Linked DNA regions of Sus scrofa: region 2 is linked to region 1. The links are chromatin contacts, called in public Hi-C maps. All regions are on one chromosome and are shown on one strand. The core of a region is the stretch at or near the end of the contact, and the rest is flanking DNA. Distances in the headings are between cores, read along the strand shown. Region 1 overlaps LAMA5 (laminin subunit alpha-5). Region 2 holds the start of RPS21 (ribosomal protein S21).

Region 1 (7,557 bases), core at 2,556-5,055:
GCTGGATGGTGCGGCAGCACACGCCCTCGGCCCCGGGGACCAGGGCAGGGAGGCACACGTAATTTCACGCCTGTTCCCATGTGTGGGACGTGTGTGTGCTGCCTCCCAGGGAGCCTCGGGTCCTGGCAGGGCCTAGGGAAGCCCTTGGCCATCCGGGTCCGTGACCGCCTAGTGACTGGGGCCTGGTCATCTCTCTGCAGCTGGCTCCTGCCACCCCGCCGGCCTGATCCCGGCCGATCGCGTCCTTCCTGAGGTGAGCCCAGGGCAGCCCTCTGGGTCCAAGGCCACCACCTCCCGAGAGGCCACCGCGTCTTCTACTGCTCGGTTGCCACGGCAACCTCAGGGCCCACTCGTTCCCCCGGCTGGTCCTCTGTCCCCACTGCAGGGTCATGCCAGAGAAGAGACAGGGCTCCAGGGCTGAGGGCTTGTGGGTAGGAGGACAAGGACCTACTCTGGGGAGTTCCCGTCCTGGCGCAGTGGTTAACGAATCCGACTAGGAACCATGAGGTTGCGGGTTCGGTCCCTGCCCTTGCTCAGTGGGTTAACGATCCGGCGTGGCTGTGAGCTGTGGTGTAGGTCGCAGACGCGGCTCGGATCCTGCATTGCTGTGGCGGCTCTGGAGTAGGCTGGTGGCTACAGCTCCGATTGGACCCCTAGCCTGGGAACCTCCATATGCCGCGAGAGCAGCCCAAGAAATAGCAAAAAGAAAGAAAAGAAAAGAAAAAAAAAAAAAAAAAAAAAGGACCCACTCTGACCCTCCCTGTCATCCCCCCCCCGGGCACAGGCCCCCTGTTTGTGCCGGGCTCACGTGGAAGGGCCGAGCTGCGATCGCTGCAAAGCCGGCTTCTGGGGGCTGAGTCCCAGCAACCCCGAGGGCTGCACCCGTGAGTCTTCTCTGCGTTGGTATTGGGGTGCTGGGGGATCCCGGGTGGTGGGCAGGTGAAGGTTGGCCCCATAGCGTCTGAAGTCAGGGGAGTCCGGGCCCTCCTGCCCCTCCCTGGCTCTCAGGCCTGCTCTGCCCCTCCCCCAGGCTGCAGCTGTGACCCCAGGGGCACCCTGGGCGGAGCTGCTGAGTGCCAGCCGGTGAGTCTGAGGGCAAAGGTGGGGGGGGCATGGGAGCAGCGTGCAGGGACCCTCCCCTATCTGGTCCCACCTTCTTTCTCGGCCCCCAGGGCAACGGCCAGTGCTTCTGCAAGCCCCATGTGTGCGGCCAGACCTGCTCTGCCTGCAAGGAGGGCTTCTTCGGGCTGGACCAGGCTGACTACTTTGGCTGTCGTGGTCAGTGCCCACTTGGCCCTTGGACCATGTCCTGGGGGAGGCCAAGGCCCAGAGAGAGTCGGATGGGGCAAGGACCCAGCAGAGGGGAGCCACAGGAGAGAGGAGGCAGTTTGTGCTCCTTCCCCCCATCCGTGTCCCTGGCAGGCATCACTAATCAATCCCAGTGCCCTTGCCCCAAAGCCCCAGGCACCCCCAGCCGCAGGTGAAGTTGGCTTCCCAGTCTGTGCTGCGCTGGATGGAGGGTGCATGGAGCAGAGCCCTGAGCCGGGGGCGGTGGGAGGAGCACCCAGGCCGGGTGGGGCGGGGGCTGGGCTGCACTGACCCTGCTCTGTCCTGTGCCAGGCTGCCGGTGCGACGTGGGCGGTGCCCTGGGCCAGGGCTGTGAGCTGAGGACTGGCGCCTGCCTGTGCCGCCCCAACACCCAGGGCCCCACCTGCAGCGAGTGCGTGCCCCCACCCTGGCTGGGCGGGGGGAGGTGGGGGGCAGCAGTTGTCACTGGACTTCTCCCTGGGGACTGCCCTGCCCAGACTGTGTCACGGCCACTCTGACTGCCCTTGCCGTGGCCAGGCCGGCTCGGGGCCACTACCTCCCCGACCTGCACCACCTGCGCCTGGAGCTGGAGGAGGCGGCGACGCCCGAGGGCCACGCCGTGCGCTTCGGCTTTAACCCCCTGGAGTTCGAGGGCTTCAGCTGGAGGGGCTATGCGCAGATGACACCCATCCAGGTGGGTGCCGTGCTCCCCGACCCCGGCCCGGCTCAGAGTTCCCGGCGTGGCAGGCAGGGTGGGTGGCAGGCAGGCCCCCAGGTCACGGGGCTAGACTGGAGACGGCCAGGGAGGGGCAGCCCCGACCTTCCACGCGCACCCCACCCCAGCCCAGGATCGTGGCACGGCTGAATGTGACCTCCCCTGACCTCTTCCGACTTGTCTTCCGATACGTGAACCGCGGGCCCACGGGCGTGAGCGGGCGGGTCTCCGTGCGAGACCAGGGCAAGTTTGCCACCTGCACCAACTGTGAGTGCGGGGTTTGGCGGGGGGCGGGGCGTGGAAGGTCCACCCCACAGCCCCCTGCCCACGGCTCCCCATCCCCCTCATGCCCCTTCCCACCCCACCTCCATCACTCAGCCCCTGCCTCGCCCCCATGCATGAGGGGGGCCCTGGGGGAGGCGTAGCCTGGGGTGGCGTGCCCATGTCCAGGAGGTCACTGTCCCTGCCCCCAGGCACAGAGCAGAGCCAGCCCGTGGCCTTCCCACCCAGCACGGAGCCCGCCTTCGTCACCGTGCCCCAGAGGGGCTTCGGGGAGCCTTTTGTGCTGAACCCTGGCACCTGGGCCCTGCTGGTGGAAGCCGAAGGGGTGCTCCTGGTGAGATGGGGTTGAGCGGGATGGGGCAGGCCCTGGGCTGGGGCCGGGGCTGGGGCCAGGACGTCTAACCCCCACTCCACCCCGCCCCACCCGCCAGGACTACGTGGTCCTGCTGCCCAGCGCCTACTACGAGGCGGCCCTCCTGCAGCTGCGGGTGACCGAGCCCTGCACGTTCCGGCCCACTGCCCAGCGCTCCGGGGAGAAGTGAGGGCTGGGGCGGGGGCAGGGGTGGGGGCCGGTCTGACCCTCATGGCGCTCCGGCCGCCTGCCAACCACGGTCTGTGCGCCCCCACCCAGCTGCCTCCTCTACACCCACCTGCCCTTGGACGGCTTCCCTTCGGCCGCTGGGCCCGAGGCCCTGTGTCGCCATGACAACAGCCTCCCCCGGCCCTGCCCCACGGAGCAGCTCGGGCCCTCGCATCCGCCGCTGGTTGCTTGCCAGGGCACAGACGTGCGTGTCCCCGGGACCCCGTGGGGGCAGGCAGGGTCGGGACCTGGGGAGGTGTGACGTGGGCAGAACATGGTCACTGGAGCGAGTGCTCAAGGCCAGCTCGAGGGCCTCGTCTGTAAATGGGGTCCCAGTGGCCCAGCCCTCCAGCTGGCTGGGAGGAGGTGTCGGGTCCCTGGTTCGCTTTGGGTACCCGGCGCTCTGTGGCGATGAGGCCACAGGTGGGCAGGGGAGGCTGCGTGGCTGCAAGAAAAGCACCCTGAGCAGCAGGCTGGCGAGGTGCACAGGCCCTGAGCCCGGGGGAGAGGCTGTGCGGGCAGAGGGTGCGAGGACCATTCCAGGAGCACCAGGTTCTCCAGGTGGGGGCCGGGGCCGGGCCTCCCATCGCCCTGTCCCCCCAGGTGGATGTCCAGCTTCAGGTGGCAGTGCCGCAGCCAGGCCGCTACGCCCTGGTGGTGGAGTACGTCAACGAGGACGGCCGCCAGGAGGTGGACGTGGCTGTGCACAGCCCCCAGCAGGCCCTCCAGCGGGGGTCCCTCACCCTCCACCCCTGCCCGTACAGGTGTGTGGGCGGAGGCTTCAAGTCTGGGGGCGGGGTGGGAGGGCTCGGGGTCCCAGGGCTGCCTGCTGACCACCCGCCCCATCCCCAGCACCCTGTGCCGGGGCGCTGCCATGGACGACCAGCGCCACCTGGCGGTCTTCCTCCTGGACACAGAGGCCAGCGTCCGGCTCATGGCTGAGCAGGCCCGCTTCTTCCTGGTGAGGCCCCGCCCCTCACCTGCACACGAGGGGGCGGGCTGGGCGGGACTTGCCCCGGGCTCAGGTCTTTGCAGCGTCTTTAGACAGTCACAGAGCGTGTGATGCGCTCCGTGTCGGAGGTTAGGGCGGGCCGGGATGGGGCTCTTCCAGCACCCCCCTCACCTGCAGGAGCTTTGCCCTGTGGGTGTAAAATGCACATTTGTAAGTAATGCCCACGCCACGTCAGGGGAACTCTGACGCGTTGAAGTCAAAGTAGAAAGAAATAGCCATCTTAGTGAAAGGCCGCTTGTTGGTCTAATTTACAAAAACAACACCGTGCGAGCAGGGCCCCTCCTGTGGGTCCTGTAGCTTGGAATTCACTGGCGTCATGAACTCGCTTCTGTGTCAGCCTCACAGGGTTGAAAATTAAATCCCAAGACTAAACGCATGCAGACCTGTTTTGTAATCGCTGAACTCTGTGCAATATTAACCTGGTTCCGATGCCCAGAACCCGGCATACGTGGTAAAGGGGTGTGACAGGTGATGTTTGTTCTCATCAGAGGATTATACAGCCTCTCCACGTTGTGTCTCCTAGGCCTTTAAAACTTCTATCAGAGTAACGTATGCCTGCATTTTTTTTTTTTTTTTTTTTTTTTTTTTTTTTTTTTTGGCTTCTTAGGGCTGCGCCTGCAGCGTATGGATGTTCCCAGGCTAGGGGTCAAATCGGAGCCGTAGCTTCTGGCTTATGCCACAGCCACAGCAACACTGGGTCGGAGCCGCATCTGCAAACTATACCACAGCTCATGGCAACATAGGATCCTTAACCCACTGAGCAAGGCCAGGGATCGAACCTGTGTCCTCACGTGCTGGTCAGATTTGTTTCCGCTGCCATGACGGGAACTCCCGTGCCTGCGTTTTTATAAAAAGCATCAAACATTGAATGGCACAGCAAGTTAAGGATCAGGCGTTGTCATTGTAGCAGCTCGGGGTTGCTGCTTTCTGGGGCACAGGTTCAATCCCTGAGCTGGGAATTTCTACATGCCACGAGTGAAGCCAAAAAAAAAATACTGAATTGCGACAAAAAACGTGATCCTCTGTCCCATCTGTCACGTCTCCTCGTTCCACTCTCCAGCCCATTCCCTCCAGGTCGCGGAGTGACACCGTAACACGAATTACGTTGCTTTCCCTGGTTTCTCGGTGTCAGACCCCCTCAGGCGCACACAGCACTGCAACTGGGGACTAGGTCATGTTGGGTTTTTTTTAACTTTCCATGGAGCTGTACCCACAGTGCACAGCCCGGCGCGTTCCTCCCACCTGCCTGGAGCTGGGTTAGGCAGTGACATGGCTCCACCCCAGACGCCCCTCGGGCCCCCAGGGCAGCCCTCTCCGGACATGGGCAGCTCCGCCTAGTTTGCCTGTTCTGGAACTTTCCGTAGCCAGGGTCACACAGGTGTTCTTTCTGATGCTTTTGCCGATGCCATTTCGGGGGTGGATGGTGCTGTCCCCAGGGTCACACAGGTGTTCTTTCTGATGCTTTTGCCGATGCCATTTCGGGGGTGGATGGTGCTGTCCCCGTGGTCACGCGGCACTGTGTTCACTGTAGGGTTTTTGGGACGTGCCGTGGTGGCGTGTGACCAAATTTGTCACACGTGTTCCTGCACGGTGGCAGCTGGCTCAGGGCAGAGATGCCTGCTGAGCTCCTGCCTGGGCCGGTCCCACCCCTGTAACCACAGAGGGTGGTGGGTGCACGGTGGGAGAAGGAGCCTGGGGGAGCCGGCAGGTGCTCTAGGACCTCAAAACCATAGGCACGGGCCGGGTGTGTGCAGCCGGAGGAGGCGGGTGGAGTGGGAGTTGGGGGTGTGGTGTGAAGCGCAGGACCAGGCTGGGTGTGGGTGTGGACGGGCTTGGCCTGCCCTCTGCATGCACACCTGTCCCCTGCCTGCAGCACAGCGTCACCCTGGTGCCCGTGGAGACGTTCAGCGCGGAGTTCCTGGAGCCCCGCGTCCACTGCATCAGCACCCACGGCACCTTCGGCCCCAGCAGGTAGTGGGGCTGGGAGGGCCCGGAGCGGTTGCCAAGGCCCCACCCGGGACCCAGGGACTCACCCCTGCGCCCCCCACCCCCAGCACCGCCTGCCTGCCCTCCCGCTTCCCGAAGCCGCCCCAGCCCATCGTGCTCAGGGACTGCCAGGTGCTGCCGCTGCCGCCGGGCGTCCCGCTGACCCAGGCGCAGGAGGTCACCCCCGCCGCGCCCCCCTCCGGGCCCCAGCCTCGGCCCCCCACCGCCGTGGACCCTGAGGCCGAGCCCACCCTGCTGCGCCAGCCCCAGGTGAGGGCCCAGGGGCACGGGGTGGGGCTGGCTCTGCCCCCGGCCCCCAGCGTCCCCGCAGCCCCGCCCGCTCACCGCAGCCCCTCCCGCAGGGCGCCGTGGTCTTCGCCACCCACGTGCCCGCGCTGGGCCGCTACGCCTTCCTGTTGCACGGCTACCAGCCGGCGCACCCCGCCTTCGCCGTGGACGTGCTCATCAGCGGGGGCCGCGTCTGGCAGGGTGAGCAGCCGCAGCGGCGCGGGAGGGCCGGGCCCCGGGCCGCGGCCCTGGGGGTCTCATCCACGCCCCCCCCCACCCCCGTGTGAGACCACGCGCGACGTGGCTGCACAACTCCCGTTGGCTGGCTGCGAGTGACGGCCCTGCCCCGTCCTGCCCGTGGTTCAGGAGGTGCCTCGGGTTCGCAGACCCCGCTCCTCACGTGTGTCGTGACCCAGACGCCCCGTCCCCCGCTCGGTGATCGAGGGCTCGCTGCGGCGCCCGTGTCCCCACGTGTCTGTCTCACTCTGCTCCGCCGAGCCCAGGGACCCACGCCCTGTGGGCCGTCGTGTGTGACCACGGCTGGTGGATGTAGCGGGAGGGGCCACGGGCGGGTCACACAGTCCAGGTCATCTTCACGGGGGCGGGCTCCTCGGGGGCCGGTGCTGCCCGCAGGCACCCCCTGCTCCCTGGCCTTGGCCTCCCAGCCTCGTCCCTGGAGGCCATGGGACAGTGGGGCCTGTGGGGGGGTACTGACCTGCCTCTCCCCGTCTCCAGGCCACGCCAACGCCAGCTTCTGCCCACACGGCTACGGCTGCCGCACCCTGGTGGTGTGTGAGGGCCAGACTGTCCTGGACGTGACCGACGGCGAGCTCACCGTGACCGTGCGTGTGCCCGAGGGCCGCTGGCTCTGGCTGGTGAGTCCCGAGACTGGTGTCCCTGTGTGGGGGCGTCCTGCACCTGCTCGGGGCCCAGTTGCCTGCACCCCACCCCCAGTCACCGCCAGAGCGTGTGCTCAGCCTGCTGTGGCCCAGCCCTGTGCCGGGACCGGGAGCAGCAGCCTCTGGGGTCCCCCAGGCCCATCACACGAGGCTTCTGAAGGGCACCAGGAGCCAAGATGTTGCCCATCAGCTCTTGGGGCCCTGCTGGTCAGAGTGGCCTTCCTGGAGGAGGCGGGGCCCGGAAGGATGGAGAGAGGCATTGGCGGAAAGGGAGGGCCCCAGGGGGCCAGGCCACCCCCTCATGCTTCCCAGGTTCCACTGGGTCGCAGGGGCCAGCCTTCCCTCTGGGTCCCCGATGCTGTACCTGCTGGGGCCCAGACCAGGCTGTGATGCTGCCCTGCCATCTTAGCTGCCCGGCTGGCCCCTGACCAGTCGCAGGAAGGCCCTGGTGACAGGCCCCTGCCAGCAGGTCCTGGCACCTTCACCC
Region 2 (7,557 bases), core at 3,260-5,759, 46 kb before region 1:
TGGGTTAAGGATCCAGCGTTACCATGAGCTGTGGTGTAGGTCACAGATGCAGCTTGAATCTGGTGTGGCTGTGGCCGTGGCCAGCAGCTGCAGCTCTGATTCGACCCCTAGCCTGGGAACCTCCATATGCCGTGGGTATGGCCCCAGAAAAGACAAAAAGACACCCCCCCCCAAAAAAAAAAAAAACCACTTCTGATGCGTAACCTGTGCCAGGCCTGGTTGGCTCTGCTCTCCTGTTTCCGGTAGATTCCTGAGCTTCATAAGCTCAGTGCATCCCTCCTAAGCCCACCCTTGCCAGCCAGCCAGGCCAGTAGCAGCAGCTCCGTCCTGCCTCCCGGGAGGTCAGGCCCTCTTGGTGCTTCTGCCAGCCCTTCCCAGGAGTTCCCCCTCACAGGTGCCCACAGCCCGTGAGGCGGGCACTGTGACCAGCCCCACAGCGAGTGGTCCAGACCACCATCAGCGCCACACCTCTGGGCCTTTGCACTGCTGCTCCCTCCCCACACCAGCCCCACCCCTGCTGCCCCAGGAGCACAGGGACTCAGTCCTCTGTGGGGTCCTCTTGAGAACAGGTGGAGGGGTGCCTCAGAGGCCAAGACCAGGCTGCTGCCTGCCTGCCAAGCTCTGGGCCTGAACACGGGGTCGTGCCCTCCGGCAGGAAATGTCACTTTTCCAGGGGCCCAAAGGCACATCAGGGAGCGCCACTTCCTGGCCCCACAGCCCTTGGCTCCCATGTAAACCCACAGTTTGAAACGAGAGATGCGGAACCTGTCTGAGGAGTGTGGGCTGGAGCCCGTGACCGTGTCCATGGCCTACGTATACTTCGAGAAGCTCGTCCTGCAGGGCAAGCTCAACAAGCAGAACCGCAAGCTGTGCGCAGGCGCTTGCGTGCTGCTGGCGGCCAAGATCAGCAGCGACCTGCGCAAGAGCGACGTGAAGCAGCTCATTGACGTGAGTCTGTCCCGCCCCGCCCCGGCCCCGCCCAGCCCTCCCGCCCCGCCCCGCCCCGCCCCGCGCTGGCTCCACCCCACCCCGCGCTGGCTCCGCCCCGCCCCGTGCTGGCTCCGCCCACTCAACCCCTTTCTCTTTCTCTGCGCAGAAGTTAGAAGAAAGGTTTCGATTCAACAGACGGGATCTGATTGGGTTTGAGTTCACGGTGCTCGTGGCCTTGGAACTTGCTCTCTACCTTCCCGAGAGCCAGGTCTTACCTCATTACAGGCGCCTCACGCAGCAGTTCTAGCCGGCCGCCGCGGGCGTTTGCGGGCGCTGCAGGGCGCACCCCGCGGGCGGTGCCGCCTCCTCCACCTTGGCTTCCTCGGAGCGGGCCTGCTTCCACGCCAAAGCACACTCCCCACCGCCACGGTATTTCTGAGCCCCCTGGCGTTCTTCCGCGAACCAGTGCGGGGTTTGTTACTGCTTCTTCTTTCCCTGTGCCTGAGACGGGTCTGGCACCAGCACGTGGATGTGCGCTGCGCGGGGCTGAATCCTGCCTCTTCAGCGCCTTTCTCCTTTGCGTGAGCCAGCCCTCTGCAAACCACCGTAGTCACTGCACTAGCATCTGCGGAGACCTGGGTTTCCAGAGCTCACTGGACGCCCTGAATTGCTGGAGTGACCCTGACAAAGCATTCATCTTGGCTCTCTCAGGTTTTCAGAAGTGGGAACTGCACTGGCCCCAGCAGCCCCTCGGGGGTTGCCGGCCCCACCTCCACCCCACCCTGACCGCCCGCCTCCGCCGGCAAGGCTCTGGCATCAGCCTGGGCCCCGGCGAGTGGACTCCTGGCTGGTCTTGATCTTGCTTTTACTCTCGGGCCTCTGTTCTTGCGAGGATCGTGTCACTGTGAAGCCCTGATGCCCCGACTGTCACACACCCCAGCAGGCCTCTGGTACGGGCACTAGCCCACCCCACACGCAGGGACGCGTCTCACCAGGAACACCCCACCGGCCCATGACACTTGGGACCTGCAGGAGGGCTGAGTTGCTGGCTCTTGGTCTTCCTGAGCAATACTGCAGAGAAAACCCATTATTTATTGTCATGTAGGACTTGCTTCTGTAGGTCTTTTTTTCCTGAGGGAACAAAAGCGTGTTAAAGAGACCTGAAGTTGTGACTTGAATCACACTTGACCCTCAAGCAGGAGGAGACTGATCACTTCCCGGCCTTGCCTCCCTGGAAGGGCTGGTGCCCGGGCCTTTTCCCCACGGGCACGAAGTGGCTTCTCCACACCACGGTCTCCAGCTCTTGCGTGTGCTTTGCTGCCCGCCCGAACACTGAAGACCAAGGAGGAGTTTCTCCCTTGAGAGTCGGCTGCTCACAAAAAAATGACTGTGTTGGCTGGGCCATGAAGCTGCTGTCCTACTGCTGTCCTAGAAAGCTGTCACTGGAGGGGCTCTGGGACAGCCCCACCCTGCATTCTGCCCATGTGGACTGGTGCTTTTGCAGAAAGGAGTTGCCAGCACTCAACCAGCAGCAGCTGCTGAGACCCCAGCAGAGGTGTGGGACGGCCACCTGCAGGCCTGCTCCCACCTGCCTGCTGTGTTCAGTCACTCAGTTGGGCTGAGGGGGACAGCAGGCCAGAGACAGAGCCCACGTGGGTTTACCGAGTGCCTCTTCCCCGTCCTCCTGCCCAAGACCGCCCTGGACCCGATGTGCACCAGGGGGGTTTTGAAGGATGAAGCTGCTAGGCCCCAGGCAACTCTTCTAGGTGACCTGTCCTGCCATCACAGGTCCCACGGACACGAACACGTGCTGCAAGGGACCGACTTCCAAAACTGTACGTTGCTGGTTTACAATTAGCCTCAAGGGACCCGTCTTGGGGGTTTCTATACAGACATTAGGATGGCTGGAGTAATTTAAGTTTGCGTGTCCACGTAGTGAGGTTTTCTCGTTCACCAAACCCATCTGTAACCTTCCCCTTTGTGTGCTGCACCCTTTTTAATGATGTCAGGAGCTGCCACTGTGTGGTACTCCAGTGAAGCCAGTATTTAAGGCATTTAACTTCAGCCTAAACTGTCCCCCCCCCGAACCTGCTCAGACATGAGTCCAAGGGCCTTGTGCCGCCCCCTCAGCACCGGGCAGGTGTTGTGGATTTAAATGTGTGCTTAGTGGTCATCTGACCTAAGTCATGTGTCATGGATCTGTTAGCAAAGTCATGTACTTGTGCTTTTAAGTAAAATCTGGTTTTGCAGTATGCTTTTCAGGTGACAGGCCCCTTCCACTCACAGCAGATACCCCAGCCCCGACCCTCAGAGCCCAGAGGAGAGACCACCATCCCTCCCAAGCAGACAGTGAAACAACAGACGGACTTGCACTATTTATTTATGACAAACATTCCACATGTGTGAGCCTCGCCAGTCAGAAGTTCCTAGAAAAGGAAGAAAGATATGAAAATCTGGCTTCTGAAGAAGCCCCCCCCCCAGCCCTCTGTCCACACGCCGACCCTCTTACTTTGAGACAATGCCGTCGGCCTTGGCCAGCCGGAGAATGGAGTCGTCTGACTCTCCCTGGCAAGAAAAGCACCCTGAGACCACTGCCCAGAGGTCCAGCCACACCCCGGCCCAGCCGGACCACAGGAGGCACAGCAGCAGTGGGCAGACACTTGGCAGTGCAGGAGAGGCCCTGGGGATCTGAGGTCAAGGCCCATCTGTGTCTCTTATCAGGATGGCCCTTTCTTGGGACCCCCAAGCACCCCTCTTCCACCCCCCTCCCTCCCCCCGGGAAGGGGCTGGCAGCAGCACAGTCCAGTCCAACAGGCTCTGGCCCGTTCTGTCAACACATCTGCTCAGACCTGAGGACACGCAGGGAGAGACCATTTCCCTGCTCAAAAGGCCAGTGAAAGAGACCAGGGGACACTCACCATCCTGCGAATGGCACCACAGATGGCGTAGGTTTTAAACTGGCCGTTGAACCTGCCTGTCACCTTGTCAACCTGTAAGTCAGGAAGGGGGGTCACGAAGAGGCGCACCCGAACGCCTTTAGCTCCAAGCCCGGGGTTCAGAAGTCAACACGCAGACCAGTCCGGCAGACCTTGCGCCCTCCCCGGCGCAGAGATCCTCCCGACTCACCTCGGCCACGTTCATCTGGATGGACGCGTGGTCCTTGGCGCCGATGATGCGGTTGCTGGCGGAGCTGCGGGGGGCGGGAGGGCAGTGAGCGGGGAGGGGCTCGCTGGGAGCGGTTGGGGGGATTACGGGGCGGTGGGGAGCGCTCACCATTTTCGAGGCACGTATAGGTCCACGAACTCGCCCGCGTCGTTCTGCATGTTGAAGGCACGCCTGCGGGACCCCAAGCGGTGCCGTAAGGAAAGGGCCGCGCGCCCCTTCCCACCCACCCGATCCCCGCGCCATGCCCTTTTCCAGGCCCGACTCCGGTAGCCGCGCGGTCCCCCGGGCCAGGCCCCGACCCCCCCCGCCGTGCCCCCGGCCCGACTCGAACCCCGATCCCCGCGCGGTCCCCCTGCCCAGGCCCCGAGCCCAGCCGCGCGGCCCACCTTGTGTCACCACGATGAGCGCGAGCGCAGAAAGGAAGGGCCGGTTCCCCCGGCAGCACTACTGGCGGACGGGGGCGGGGCCTCGCGAGTACTTCCGGTTCTCCCGCGCTGCCTCGAGTCTGCGCGGAGAGCGGTGCGGGCCGGGCCGACGCACTTCCGCTTCCGGTGGGCGGGAGCCACCGGGCGTCTGCGCTGCGGTCTCGGCCCCCCTGCGGCTCCTGGCCGTCTCGGCTGCGCCCCCAGGCTGGTTGGCGTGCGGGGCTGGCGGCCGGCGCGGGAGTGCTGGGACGGACCGCGCTCGTCTGAACGTGAGAGGTGTAGACCGTGCCGGGGACTCACCCCGGGAAACTAGCCAGGCAACGCGGAGATGGACGCAGGAGGGGCGTCGTGGGTTATAAGAGCAAAGGGTGCGGCGAGCCCCTGCGGTCCTGAGGGAGGCCGGGAGCAGCGGCGGGGCTGCGGCGGGGGACACCCTGGATTAGAAGCCAACCCCTCGGGAAACCAGGACCAAGCTGCGAAGGCGCTTGGCCAAGCCCAGTGGCAGAGCCCCCACAGCCCTTGCCCTGCACCATCGGGCCCCTCCCCAGGACTCTCCCCCACCGCATCACCCCCGCTACACCTCCATGGAGCAGTACTGACGGAGAGGCCCATTCCTGCGGCCAGGAATTTGTTAGTGAAGAAAACGGGAAACTCCTAGAGTGCAGAATTAGTGTCCCAGAGCCCCCTGCCCACATTCCTGGGAGTGTGTGCGCGGCAGCCTGTCCCTTTGGGACTTCATCTCCGATGAAACGGAAGGCCCCTCCCGGATGGACCCCAGGCCACACACGTCTTGTCTCCCGCTGCTGCCACCCTCCCATCCTCCAAGTCTGGTCTCCCCCATCACTTCCGCACCTGAGTCTCGGCTCGCCCAGGTGGGGGCTCTCCCAGGGCGGGCTCTGCTCACCGAGTGGGACTGCACATAGTAGGTGTACGAAGCCAGTGAACGTGCACACGATCCCTATCAGCCTGGCCCCACAGGGCCTTGTCTGAATCATGGCCAACTTCCGTGGAGCTCTGGGCCTGGCGGGGACTGAGGCCACAAGTTCCTTCATACCTGTGTTTGGGTGGGCAGCGTGTCTGCTGTTGCTTCCATGGGACTCCAGCGGCTGGGTATCAGGCGTGAGGTCACCAAGGCCAGCACCTTGTAGAAGGGTCACTCAGTGTCTGTGCCAGCCCCGAGAGAGAGAAAGAGAGAGAGAGGTGTGCTTTGTCCAGGCCCCCCAGCACATGCACAGGTATTACATGTTTATGTTTGTGGCAGGGGTCTGCACAGCTGGCCTACCTGTCCAGCTAGGCCTGGTCTTCAAGAGATTCTGTAGGAGTTACTGCTGTGGCACAGTGGGTTAGGAGTCGACTGCAGTGGCTCAGGTCACCCCCAGCCTATTGCAGTGGGTTAAAGGAGCCGGCCTTGCCGCAGCCGTGGCATAGATTTCAATCCCTAGCCCAGGAACTTCCACATGCTGCAGCATGCAGCCATACCATTTTCTAAAAATAAATTTTAAAAAAGATTTATCTCTAACTGGAAGGTAAGAGACAGAGTAGCAGGAGAGTGGCAGAGAGGGGCCTGCCAGAGTCTTAGCCCCGAAATAAACCCTCGTGTATACAGTCAAGTGATTTCTGATGAGAGTGCCAGGACCATTTAAGAGAGAAAGGGGAGTTCCTGTCGTGGCACAGCGGAAATGGATCCGACTAGGAACCGTGAGGTGGCCGGTTCTATCCCTGGCCTCGCTCAGTGGGTTAAGGATCCAGCATTGCCGTGAGCTGTGGTGTAGGTTGCAGATGAGGCTGGCATCCTGTGTGGCTGTGGCTCAGGGCAACAGCTGCAGCTCCAAGTAGACCCCTAGCCTGGGAACCTCCATGTGTTGAGGGTGTGGCCCTGAAAAGACAAAAAGCCAAAAAAAAAAAAGAGGGTGGTGTTCGCAGCAAGTGTGCTGGAAAGACTGGCTACCACGTGCAAAAGGATGAAGCAGGCCCCTTCCTTTGTGCCACGTGCAAAAATCAACACAAAATGAATCAAGGACACAAATGTAAAAATGAAACTCTTAGAGGAAAATTTAGGGCACAGCCTTTGCCTTGGCGATGCTTTCTTGCACATGAGATGAAAGACACAATCAGCAACAACAAAAAAGACAAAGTTTGAAAAATGTGTGCATCAAAGACACCATCAATAGAGTGAAGAGGCAAAGTCCCCACTGGCACAGCAGGATTGACGGCATCTTGGGAGCGCTGGGGCGCAGGTTCCATCCCCAGCCTGCCACAGCAGGTTAGGCTTGGGCAGCAGCTGCAGCTCAGAACTGATCCCTGGCCTGGGACTGCATGTGCCGCAGGACAGCCCAAAAAAAGGCAACCCAAAGAATGGGAGAAGGTACTTACATCTGATAAGGGGTTAATGTTCAGAGTATAGAGGGAACGAAAACCGAAGAACAAAAACCTGAATCAAAAATGGGCAAAGGACCCCAAGAGACATTTCACCAGAGAAGATGTGCCAGCAGCCCACTTGCACGGGAAAGATGCTCAACATCCAGAGTGTTGGGGCGCTGCAAACGCAAGCTGCAGGACGCTGCTCACGCCCTTCAGGAAGGCCTCCATGCGTTTTAGAAAGAGTAGGTGTGGGCGAGGATGTGGAGATACTGGAACCCTTGTTGGTTGGAATGTAGCCAGAACAGCCGCTGTGGGAAACAGCATGGATCCTCGAAAAATTCAGCATAGAACCACCACTGGAGTTCCAGTCATGGTTCGAAGGAAACAACCCAACCAGCATCCATGAGGATGCAGGTTCGGTCCCTGGCCTCGCTCAGTGGGTGAAGGATCCGGCGTTGCCGTGAGCTATGGTATAGTTCGCAGACAGGGCTCGGACCCCACATTGCTGGGGCTCTGGTGTAGGCCGGCAGCTGCAGCTCCAATTTGACCCCTAGCCTGGGAACCTTCACGTGCCGTGAGTGTGGCCCTAAAAAGAGAAAAAGAAAAGTAAATAAATATAAAGGTAGAACTTCCATATGATCCCGCAGTCCCGCTTCTGGACCATTTTCCCAGAAGA

The links. Hi-C and Micro-C count contacts between places; a contact is called where the count stands out from the background.
Region 2: a Hi-C map of liver shows a contact between it and region 1, with 1.9 times the contacts expected there. The contact joins the promoter of RPS21 here to the enhancer-like site in region 1. A contact is called at or near these places in 1 of 5 promoter capture datasets (liver), 8 of 47 Hi-C or Micro-C datasets (embryonic fibroblasts, epiblast stem cells, fetal heart ventricle and 4 more) and 1 of 2 datasets of contacts at active chromatin or transcription factors (skeletal muscle).

Annotation. Positions count from the first base shown.
Region 1 is chr17:61,714,114-61,721,670 of Sscrofa11.1, reverse strand. LAMA5 (laminin subunit alpha-5) reads left to right here. Exons shown (of 80, transcript XM_021078218.1): 17 at 201-253; 18 at 785-884; 19 at 1,031-1,083; 20 at 1,173-1,278; 21 at 1,621-1,720; 22 at 1,846-2,002; 23 at 2,152-2,290; 24 at 2,497-2,639; 25 at 2,737-2,843; 26 at 2,937-3,090; 27 at 3,489-3,649; 28 at 3,738-3,846; 29 at 5,771-5,868; 30 at 5,952-6,153; 2 more. Among named protein-coding and RNA genes, the nearest start is that of ADRM1, 25 kb to the right of the region's middle. Within about 2 kb of position 3,805, at least 10 of the 83 cell types and tissues checked have an H3K27ac peak or open chromatin away from gene starts, as enhancers often do. A contact at or near this core is called in liver, where this site is marked.
Region 2 is chr17:61,760,558-61,768,114 of Sscrofa11.1, reverse strand. RPS21 (ribosomal protein S21) reads right to left here and starts at 4,509. Exons shown (of 6, transcript NM_001097480.2): 1 at 4,482-4,509; 2 at 4,204-4,266; 3 at 4,057-4,120; 4 at 3,849-3,920; 5 at 3,440-3,495; 6 at 3,292-3,356. The coding sequence starts at 4,253. The coding sequence ends at 3,347. CABLES2 (CDK5 and ABL1 enzyme substrate 2) reads left to right here. Exons shown (of 10, transcript XM_001924509.4): 9 at 744-948; 10 at 1,097-3,182. The coding sequence ends at 1,237.